2 separate regions of the Mus musculus genome follow, and region 2 is linked to region 1. The links are chromatin contacts, called in public Hi-C maps. All regions are on one chromosome and are shown on one strand. Each heading gives the region's core, a stretch centred on a gene start, on an enhancer-like site or on the middle of the called end of the contact. The rest is flanking DNA. Distances are from core to core; before and after follow the strand shown. Region 1 has its middle 120 kb from the start of Chodl. Region 2 holds the start of Chodl (chondrolectin).

Region 1 (5,318 bases), core at 2,689-5,188:
ATAGATTTATATTGCCACATTTCAAATAATTTGGGGCACTGTCTATAAAACATTTTGTCTTATCTTATTACTTCAAGACATTGTGTTGAATTAATGTTTGTGCCTCCCTTCCCTCACATGTCTGTAGTAGTCGGTAATTCTTGAGAAAATTAGATAAATGTACTCAAGAAAATTAGGTCATGAGTTAAGGGCCCCATCTGGTAACATTCTTGTTCATATAAGAATAGATACCATAGTACATCCTTTCTCCTTCTTTCCCACTTGGTGAGGAAACAGAAAGATGGTGGAAATCTGTAGTCTAAGAAGGGCAGTCTCACTAAAAATCAGATACCAAAACTCCCTGATCTCAGAATCCTTACTTCCAAAGCTGTTAGGGAATAACTCTCTGCTGATTAAATCACCCAGTCTACAGTGCTCTTTGAAGCAGTGTGAGCTGGTAGTAAATACAGTAAATACAGCATATAAAAATACAACCTCAGTGAAGAATTGAGTTGGAATTTTGATGGGGATTGCATTGAATTTGTAGATTGATTTTGATAAGATGTAGAAAAGGAATTTCTCAACTTCATCTGGAAAAAAAAAACAGGATAGCGATAACAATTCTCAACAATAAAAGAATTTCTAGGGGAATCTCCATCCCTGACCTCAAGCTGTACTACAGAGCAATAGTGATGATTAAAACAAAACAAAACCAAAAAAAAAAAAAAACCACACATAATATTGGTACAGAGACAGACATTTGATCAACAGAATAGAGTTGAAGACCCAGAAATAAACCCACATACCTATGGCCACTTGAAAAAAAAAAGAAGCCAAAATCATTCAGAAAGCATTTTCAACACGTGGTGCTGGTTCGGCTGGTGGTCTGCATGTTGAAGAATGCAAATTGATCCATTTTTATCTCCTTGTTCAAAGCTCAAGTCCAAATGGATCAAGGACCTCCACATAAAACCATATTCACTAAATCTAATAGAAGAGAAAGTGAGAAAGAGCCTTGAACACAGGGGAGAGTTTTCCTGAACAGAACACCAATGACTCAGACTCTAAGATCAACAATTAACAAATGGGACCTCATAAAATTTAAAAGCTTCTGTAAGGCAAAGGACACTGTCAATAAGACAAAACAGCAATGTATAGATTGGGAAAAAAAGTTTCACCAATCTTATAATCAATAGAGGGCTAATATCCAAAAATATTCAAAGAACCCAAGAAGTTAGACACAAAAGAGCCAAATAACCCTATTTTAAAATGGGGAACAGAGCTAAACAAAGAATTCTCAATTGAGAAATCTTTAATGGCTGAGAAGCACTTAAAGAAATATTCAACATCCTTAGTCATCAGAGAAATACATATCAAAATGACCCTGAGATTCCAGTTCACTCTAGTCAGAATGGCTAAGATGAAAAACTCAGGTGACAGCAGATACTAGCAAGGATGTGAAGAAAGAGGAACACTTCTCCATTGTTGGTGGAATTGCAAGCTGGTACAATCACTCTGGAAATCAGTCTGGCAGTTCCTGAGAAAATTGGACTTAGTATTTCCTGAGGATGCTGCTATACCACTCCTGGGCATATACCCAGAAGATGCTCCAACATGTAATAAGGACACATGCCCCACTAGGTTCATAGCAGCTTTATTTATAATAGCCAGAAGCTGGAAAGAACCCAGATGTCCCTCAACAGAAGAATGGATTAAAAAAAAAAGTGCTCCATTTACACAATGGAGTGCAACTCAGCTACTAAAAACTATGACTTCATGAAATTTCCAGGCAAATCGATGGATATCATCCTGTGTGAGGTAACCAAGACCCAAAAGAACACATATGGAAATGTAGGGAAAACAAAATGGATGAGAGACAGAAGGAAAGGTCATCCCGAGACTGTCCCACCTTGCAATTCATCCCATCTGCAGACACTATTGCTAATGCCAAGAAGTGCTCCTCGATAGAAGCCTAGTATGGCTGTCATCTGAGAGGTTCTGCCAGCATCTGACTAAGACAGATGCAGATACTCACAGCCAAGCATTTGAACTGAGCCTGGGGACCCCAATAGAAGAGTTAAGGGGAAAACTGAAGGAGCTGAAGGGGATTGCAACCCCATAGGAAGAACAACAAATAGAAACCCCCACCCCCACCTTGCCAAACTTCCAGGGACTAAACCACCAACCAAAAAGTATACATGAATGGGTCCATGACTCCAGCTACATATGTAGCAGAGGATTGCCTTATCTGGTATCAGTGGGAGGAGAGGCCTTTGGTCCTATAGAGGCTTGATGCCCCGGCATAGGAGGATATAAGAACGGTGAGGCTGGAGTAGGTTGGTAGGTGGAGGAGCACCCCTTTAGAGTCAAATGGGAAGGAGAATGGCATGGAGGTTTAATAAGGGGAGACCAGGAAGGGGGACAACATTTGAAATGTAAATAAATAAAATGATCAATAAAAATTATACAACCTCTGTGTTTGCTAGGCCCCGGCATAACCATCATTGGAAAGAGAGGCCCATCGGTCTTGCAAACTTTATATGCCTCAGTACAGGGGAACGACAGGGCCAAGAAGTGGGAGGGGGCGGGGAAGGGAATGGACGGAGAGGGTATGGAGGGACTTTTGGATAGCATTGGAAATGTAAATGAAGAAAATACCTAATTTAAAAAAAAACAAAAAAATTACACAATCTCAACCTGTCTTTACACTTGAAAGATATATTAAGCATATAAAATATTTTAGGCAGGGCTGGAGAGATAGCTTGGTGGGTAAAGCATTTGCTGAACAAATGTAAGGTCTTGGGTTCAAACCCTCAGAACCTGCATAAAGCCACATGAGATGGTGCACATCTGTAATCTCTATGCTACATCAAGTTGAGAAGCAGAGAAAGGAAATCCCCTGGAAGGTTATGGACCAAGTACCCTGGTGTACATGGGACAATCAAATAAAAGAGAGACCCTGAATCAAAACTATCGGAAAATAAAGACTGATAGCAGAGCTTTCCCTATGACTTCCACTCATGTGTCATGGATATACATGCCCACTTTTTCACACACACACACATGCACATACAGAACATCATAGGCATGCATTAAATTATTATACTACATATTATGTAAATATATTCCATGATTAGTATGTGTCAATTAAAACAGAATAATCATAACCTGAAAACAAGAGATAAGCAACATTCTCTGTGAAGCAAGTTGTATTTGTGTAACTCAAGTAATAGCCAAGCCTTTGCTAAGCTGGAGTCTGGGAGCAACACCATGTGTCTTCTCAGAACTGAACTTGATGTTCTCTTTAGCTAATTTGAGGAACAGATTCTTTTCAGAGAGACTGGCCAACACCTGTCACTATGGCCAATCCATTAGGGCACTTGCGCTATGCCCCTCTGACAGATTTCATCTCCATTCTAAGGGTGGGCTGCTAGTTCCCAGGATTCAGCCTTGTGGACACAGCGACTTTCTCAAGCTGCTTTTTATCCATGTAGATCCACCATAGCCTCTATTTGACGCACAAAGCATCTCATTCTGTTTCGGTGTGCAAGAACTGCTCTAGTCACACACAAAGGCATAGAGAACATAGAGTCAGCCCTACCAGCACCATAGGGGTGGAAGTGTATCAGGGATAATAACAAAAGCCAAAGACAGTTGATAATCACTTCTGTTATGTTCCTGACATGGAACAAAAATCAATTTAGCCATTCAAATAACCTTCTAACAGGGGTAGTATTACTGTTTTCCAAATAAGGAGACTAAAATTGACAGGCATTAAGTAAATACTTGTATTATATATCATCATCCATAGATTTAATCTCTTAAAACAGAAACTAAGCTGGGCTAGGGTGCTGATTAGTACATAGATATCATTTTTCTCTCTGATCTTCCTCACTCTGCTGAAGGAAAATAGTCCGCAGAGACACTTCTTGTGAGCACCATCCTAATGCATTTTCTTTCAAAGCATGCGTGAAGAGATGGCTTAGTAGGTAAACATGAGGTCAGGACAGGAGACACACCAGAAGCTTGTGGGCTTCTGGCTTCTACAGATAAAGTGAGCTCAGCATAAAGGGAGAGAGAGGATACATTCTCTTAGGATTTGCTCTTACACATCTTTACAGAGAGACACAGGCATGTGAACAAAGTGGAGAATACTAGGGTGGTATTGCACACACACACACACACACACACACAAAACACACGTGCACATGCATCTATCCAACATAACTGTCAGGCATTCATCAGTCACATTCCAGGAAGATCACACCATTTCTGTATTATCAGAAACTTAACTGAATGTAATTTCCCAACGGATAAGTGGCCCAATGGGAGTTCTTAATGAACATCCTCTTGCTGAGAGATTTTAATGCATTTCTCCTTGTGTCTAAAGTGGTTTATTTGAAGTTCTGTTGAAGGTAAGGTAATGCCAGATATCTGTGAAAGTCCCTTCCAGGTGTCAAGTCTTATTAAGGGGACAGTAGTTTTCTAAAGAACTCAAGAATTCTTGCCGTCTATTATTCAAATTCACGGGATTTCCTCTGGTTATGCAGTATCACTTTCTCTCCTTAAGTGCATTAAACTATTCCCTTCTACACTTCCTTCCAACCCTTTGGCCCTTCTACTGCAATGCGTTTAGAACAGATGCTAGGCGAAGGACTAAAATTCCTATAAATTAATAAGGCTTGTCATAGAAAATGTCAGGTTCCAATTGCAGTAACAGGGCAATAGACCAAAAGCAATTCCACAAAGTGATGGCACATGATTTTAAAAAATTCCTTTGTCAGATATTTGGTGATTAATAAAGAGATCAAATTTTATTATAATAAAATTATATCTCTTAATATGTTTAATACTGCAGAATTTTATTAAAATAAAACCACAATCATGTTCTTTCTATAATTAAGTAAACTTAATAGATATTGTTGCTATTGAATATGTATTCAGTAGCACTGGACAAATTCCAATAAGAAATAAAACCTATTTGTTTGTTAAATGTATTCAAACACATTCATATAATTATATAAATTTATAGAAAATATATAAAAATAAGTTCAATAAGTACAATAGTGAACTATGAAGTGGACTCATGCTGTGTAGATAAAGAATGTACTTTGATTTCTAAAGACTTGAAGAGTGATTTAGTCTAATAAATATACAATAAATTTTATGAGAGTATCAGTAGCAAGCACAAAAATATTAAAAATAATTTTACATAAATTAATTTTAGGAGTCATAGCTAATATATTTCTGAAAGTGTATCTATGAGATGATATATATCAGCATATTTTCATATATAGATTTCATGTCTTACAGATGCTCCCTTTGAATACTTCTATAAC
Region 2 (6,078 bases), core at 1,023-3,522, 120 kb before region 1:
ACATTGCTCCAAAAATAACAGATTTTAGACGGCTCTCTGCTCAGCCAATAACAGCTAGAATTAATCAAATCCTATGACTCAGAAATCAGTTTATAGATGGATAAATTTCAATGTGAAAAAATCAAATTATCCATAAGAAAGACATATCTAAGTAATTGTTTTAATCTCAAGTCAACATCATTATTTATGCTAAATCAAATAAATCATGATCAGTTACTTAGAAATTTTCCAGATGCCACCTTCAAGATGCCTATGAATTGCCAAAAAAAAAAAAAAAAAAAAAAAAAACTAGCCAAAAATTTGGAATAATTTGTGTAGAACTATATTGGAAATTAAACTTTTCATCAACAAAGCACTTGAGTTCTATTTTCTACTTTGAATATCTCTCCATCCCCAAAACTTTAATGTATTTAAATAAGAAGAGAACAAAGAATCATTATTTAAGTTAGTTAAATGCTTCTATTTGCTTTTAAAGTGTCATAAGTTCAAAGTACATTTTTTTTTGCTATTCGTTTTATTTGCATATAAAACTCAAACAAAGGTCGTGAAATAGTTTGATCCACCAGATAGATCTCCATGCAGTTCTTTATCTTCTGCTAAATAAGGAAGAAAAGGGACATTAACTCATAGGCTTTGAACACCCTGTAAATAGCTATAGGAGACTGAATTGTATCTGACTGAGTGAAATATCTGCTGAGGAGAAAATTGGAGGCAACCTTAATATGCTAGATCCTAAAGGTCTGTTTTCCGAACCCATTAAGTTACTGTCATCAACCTTTTTATCAGTGACACCTACTGTACAGATGGATAAGCTTTCAGAGGAACCACGTTGGCCTTATATGTTAGAAGCAACATTCAACAAACGCACTCCAACAGTTTGATGAGCATAGCAAGAGCTTTCTCGATGGGTGACTGTCCAGCTGCCGTGTGCGGTGCTGTTCACATTTGCCTCAAACACAGAAAAGCCTTAAAAGATTTTTCCCAAACTAAGAGAAGAAGATGGATACAGTGTGGATGACATTGAGCACCGGGGCTGTGTGTGCGGATGGGAGCGGGAATCAAGAGACAAAGCAAGGAAGTTTTGCAAATTTGACCTTTCACTGATTTGAGAGACTTAATTGTGCACCTGTTGTTTGAGCAAATCCAAATTCATCACCACAAACATCTCAAAGCAAACCTCCACCCAGCTCCAAGAGGTGTTTCCTGAGTGTTCTAATTTTGAAATTAAGTCCAAAAGCGAAGGCGACAGGGCAGTAGCTCTCCCCTGTTCTTCTTCAGTCCTCCTGAGAACAAAGGCTGCAAACTCAGACATCTGGACTGGTCTGGTCTCAGAAACCATCCTTGTGAGCACCCTGGCTGGACTAGAGCCAGACCAACAGGAGGTGGCGTTCATGCCACAGCAGCTGCTCAATGTCCAAGCTTGGTCAACCAGGCTCTACCACACCCCTCTCACAGGTGCCCCAGTCCTGTCTGCCTGTGTTCCACTCACCTGCTTCCAAATAAACTAGAGACTCTTGCCCTGAAGAGACAGAGCTGTTCCATATTTAGCTTAAGCTTGCTCCCCAACTATAGAAAAAGGCACTCCAAAAAAAAGGAAACTTTTCTGTTATGCAGGGAGAAGGTGAAAGGAAAGAATAACAGGTTTTCCACCTTCTCTCTGGACGCCTACTAAGTACTGTTTTCCAAGTCTATAAGGAGTCCCCAACCTAGTGCAGAGTACTCCATACCGCCCCAGAATCCCAAGTCCCTTGTTTTATGCTGCTCTGACTCACCACTGACCACCCTTCGGGCAAAGGCTCCCTGGGCACAGAGCAGCGCAGCTCCCAGCAAGAGTGAGGCGATGCGGATCATCCTGGCGAGCCTTCTGCAGCAGGTGTCCAGTGAAGGAAAGACGAGGTCTTCCCGCAGCGCGGCCACCGCCGGTGGCTCTCACCAGCAGCTTCCTTGCTTTCCTGCTGGGTCCTACTCCCTCCTTCCCAGCGCAGCAGCTAGGATGCCTGTAAGCATCGCCTTTAGGGAGGACCTTCTGCCAGGCTGCCCCGTGCCGCACTGGGCTGGAGTGCAGGACACCGTGGGCGTGTCTGGGAGCAGGGGACAGTGTTATGAGTTCCTCTGTCTGTATCTGTTGGAAAGGTGAAACGGGAGTTCTAACGCAAACCTAAGCAGCTGCCTTCCCTTCCTTCTCAGGTCTCTGTGTTCTAAGGGACTGAGCTGGTGTGTCCTGGTAGTGGCTTCAACAGCAGCAACAGCAGCAGCAACAGCAGCAACAGCCGCTCTGCGCTGGCGGCACTCTCTTATATATGCCCAGAGCCTGGGGTTCCAACCCCTAGCTAGTAATCATTTTAACTACTTCGTCCCTCCTGCCAAGTGGAGCATCTGGCCCCTCCCCTAAAAGCCGGAGCCACTTTGAAAAGAGTCCAGTCAGCAGTCCCTCCTCCTCCACTCCCGGTCCCCACCCCCTTCCCATTTGCCAACAGACTTCAATACTCATTTGTGTAAAATGTGACAGCTTTGCTATTAAACTCGGGCAAAAGTTGGCTCCATTTGGTTTTCTCGGAGATAAATGTCCACGAGGATGCCAAGTTTCAGGGCCTTTCTCTTTTTCTGCTAAATTGCTTGATCATATGTATGGTGAGATGCGGGGCACTAGCCACTATTTAAGATGGATTGGCAGAGTGGAAGCCAAAACCTGCTCAGTGAATTATATAATGTGGCAGCTTTTTCCCCACCTAGGTTCTGCAAATAGATTATTTCCAAGCAGGTTGCTTGACTAAATTGCCATAGAAGTAATTTGAAAAGAATCTTGGAAACAAGCCCCCCCCCCGACTAATTTCAGTCTCAGTGTTTGCAACTCCAAGGGGGGAAAGTCCAGGCAAAATAAATAATCTGAATTGTTGAGAACTTCACGAATGCAAAATGAGTGTATTTCTCTGAACGTATCCATCAGTGGTCTATGGATTCCATTAAAAGTAAGCCAGCCTGGTCTACAAAGTGAGTTCCAGGACAGCCAGGGCTATACAGAGAAACCCTGTCTCAAAAAACCAACCAACCAACCAAACAAACAAACAAATAAACAAACAAAAAAGTAAGTCTCACTTTAAGGAATATGTATGTGCCTTTCCAAACCTGACCCACTCTTCTGTAACAGTCCAATGGCTGGCTTACCATTTTTATGGAGTCAGAGATGTTCGTGAGAGTTCTCATAATGACAGTTTACACATAGTCCATAATAGGAAACCTGAAAATGTTCTTAGGATCAGCTTCTGTAAAACAGGAAAGTTTTTTTGTTATGTTGCTTTTCATTATAATTTATAATTAATTAATTAGGTTTTTTATGTGTACAAGTATGTGATTGTGGGGGTGTGTGTATGTGTGTGTATGTATGTGTGTGTGTTTGTGTGTGTATGCGATTGTATGTGTGTGATTTTGTGTGTGTGTGTGTTTGTGTGTGATTTTGTGTATGTGTGTGTGTGTGTGTGTCTGTGTGTGTGTCTGTGTGTCTGTGTGTGTCTGTGTGTGTCTGTGTGTGTGTGTTGAGGCCCAAAGGTGCATTCAGGAATCTCCCTTCTTTCCATCTTATTCATTGATGGGTGAGTCTCACAGTGAAACAAGATCTTATGATCCATATGACCTGTCTCCTTAGCCCGATTGCTTAATGACCCCATCTTCAACTTCAGAGGCTAGATTGCTGGAGGGACACCACAGCCACATGGCATTTGTGTGGGTTCTGGGGATCCTAACTCTTATCCTTTTGTTTAAGTGCCAAGGGCTTTAACTGCTGAGCCATTTCCTCAGACCCCATTATATTGCTTAAATGCACCAAGATTTCTTAAATAGGATCATTTCATATTTTAATGGGCAGCACACTTTCCTCCAAGGTCTAACTGTCTTTGGTTTTCATATGAAATGAGGACACTGATGGATCATTTTCTTGGAAAAAAGGCAGTATGTATGGCCACAATCAGGACCAGTCTCACAGAATCAGATGCTTCAGCAATTGGGAGATTCTTAACTACTAAATACACTTTACTAATTAAAGTAGAATTCTAATTGTGTGTGTGTGTGTGTGTGTGTGTGTGTGTGTGTGTGTGTGTGTGTGATGGATAGATAGAGATATAGATTAGATAGAGATTAGATTTAGATATAGATCTATATACACTTTTTCTGTTCTTTTTATTGACTGTGAATGAACTATCCTACTGTAGGGCCATGGGCAATTGATAAATATGGATTTGATAGTGAGTCTATTATTTTTACCACTAGTTTATGTCCTCAAGGAGAAGATTCTATTGAGATTTTTGAATAAGAGATGAGAAATGTAAAAAGTCCCATAGGTCCTGGGTTTGTAGTGTGGCCCTGAAAACCATGTCCGTGAGAACCATTGTCTGCAGCTTTGGTCAGAAAGCTGTCTGACATGAGCTCAGAATTCAGCATGGAGAGAGGAAGAGATGATAGCAGCCACCGTATAAAGCAAGGTAGAGCAGAAGGGTAAGTGAAGCATCACACGATATGGAAGAAGCAAGAATTAAGTTTTAAGTTATACCTGCGGTCATCCGCATTGGCTGATGAATATGTGTTTTATTAATGCCTGTAGAAAGAATCCAGGTGAAGGCCTTTTCCTCTATCATGCCACCCTTCTCCCAGACACTGGCATCACCCAGCTCTCTTATGAAATGACCCTTCTTTGGGAAGAGAACCCTGCAAATTGTATCATGAACACCAGACATCTCTTAGCTGTGTTTCTGACACCTAAGACATAATACACTTGAAATCAGCAATGATGGAAAGGAGAACTATACTATATATTTAGTACTTGGTTAAATCCAAATGACAGCCATAACTACATCCTCAGTAGGGTTTCATGGGTTTTTATCTTTCATGCAAGAATAACACCAATGCAATTGAGTCAGCCATTGACTTACTGGTCCAGCAGTGTTCCTCGTAGCTAACATATTAAGGGAAATACAATCCTGTATTCTTATTCATTTTTGATTTGGCATTTTAAAAGGGATTGGCAGACAAAAATCAACATTTGTTTGTTTGTTTGTTTGTTTCTCTACCACTAAAAACATCTGGGTGGCTTACCACCAACTTAATGGAGCCTGGCTTAGGTATTTTTAAAAAGTAAGTATTTTCTATAAAGAGCACTACAAGAATTTTATCATATAGATTACATACATCTGTTATATTATATAATCTATATAACATAATGGAAGATATATATCAAAATTCATCAAATTTTAATTAAAATATTCCAATTCATTTAGATTGCCTTTATATGTATATGTATTTGTATATATACATATATACATATATATGTGTGTGTGTATGTGTGTGTGTGTATGAATTTGCTGCTGTATTCGGTTTCCATACTACCCCTCAAATGTCCCTTAATTTTAGCTGTTTCCATGTAGTCTTTCCCATAACCCCATCTCTTTGCCCCCTCTCCTTCTAGTCCACTCACCCCCATCTATCCATAGCTATCTATCTCTTTCCCTTTCCTAATGAGATCTGTCTGATTCCTGTAGTCCCTTAGTCTCTAACTACCCTCTGTGGTTCTATGTACTGTAGCCTGGATATCACTGACTTCACAGCTAATATTCATACATAAGTGAACACAGACTAATCATCTCTCATGAATGAAGGGAAACCTAGCCACTAGGGTTAAATTGTCATTTCACGAAAGCTAAGCTGTCATATATGTCTGCTGGGAGATCAGTTTCTCCAATGGAGGGACCCTGGGTACATCAACCACTCCAGGACAGGCCTCATGTTCAAGAGTAGTTGACCAACATCACATGGACTCCACAGTTGGTTTTTATAAATTTCTTTACAGTTTGGTGGGTTTTTTTTTTCATTTTTGGTGTGTTTGTTTTCTTGATTGGGATGGGTGCCATTGTATTAGATTTTGTTTTTTGAGAAAGAACTTAAAATTGGGCGGGTACGGAGAGGGGAAGAACCTGGAAGGACTTGGTGACAAGAAGAATATGAGAAAAATGTATTTAAATTTAAACATTGTTTTAGGTATCAAATATATAATTAAAAATAAAGTAACAACAAGTAATTGTTCCATAGACA

The links. Hi-C and Micro-C count contacts between places; a contact is called where the count stands out from the background.
Region 2: a Hi-C map of muscle stem cells shows a contact between it and region 1, with 2.5 times the contacts expected there. The contact joins the promoter of Chodl here to the enhancer-like site in region 1. A contact is called at or near these places in 1 of 39 promoter capture datasets (embryonic stem cells), 1 of 484 Hi-C or Micro-C datasets (muscle stem cells) and 3 of 9 other capture datasets (adipose tissue, liver and pancreatic islet).

Annotation. Positions count from the first base shown.
Region 1 is chr16:78,810,666-78,815,983 of GRCm38.p6, reverse strand. No RefSeq gene overlaps it. Among named protein-coding and RNA genes, the nearest start is that of Chodl, 120 kb to the left of the region's middle. Within about 2 kb of position 3,938, at least 1 of the 459 cell types and tissues checked has an H3K27ac peak or open chromatin away from gene starts, as enhancers often do. A contact at or near this core is called in muscle stem cells, where this site is marked.
Region 2 is chr16:78,927,142-78,933,219 of GRCm38.p6, reverse strand. It overlaps Chodl (chondrolectin), which reads right to left and starts at 2,272. Exons shown (of 6, transcript NM_139134.4): 1 at 1,773-2,272. The coding sequence starts at 1,851.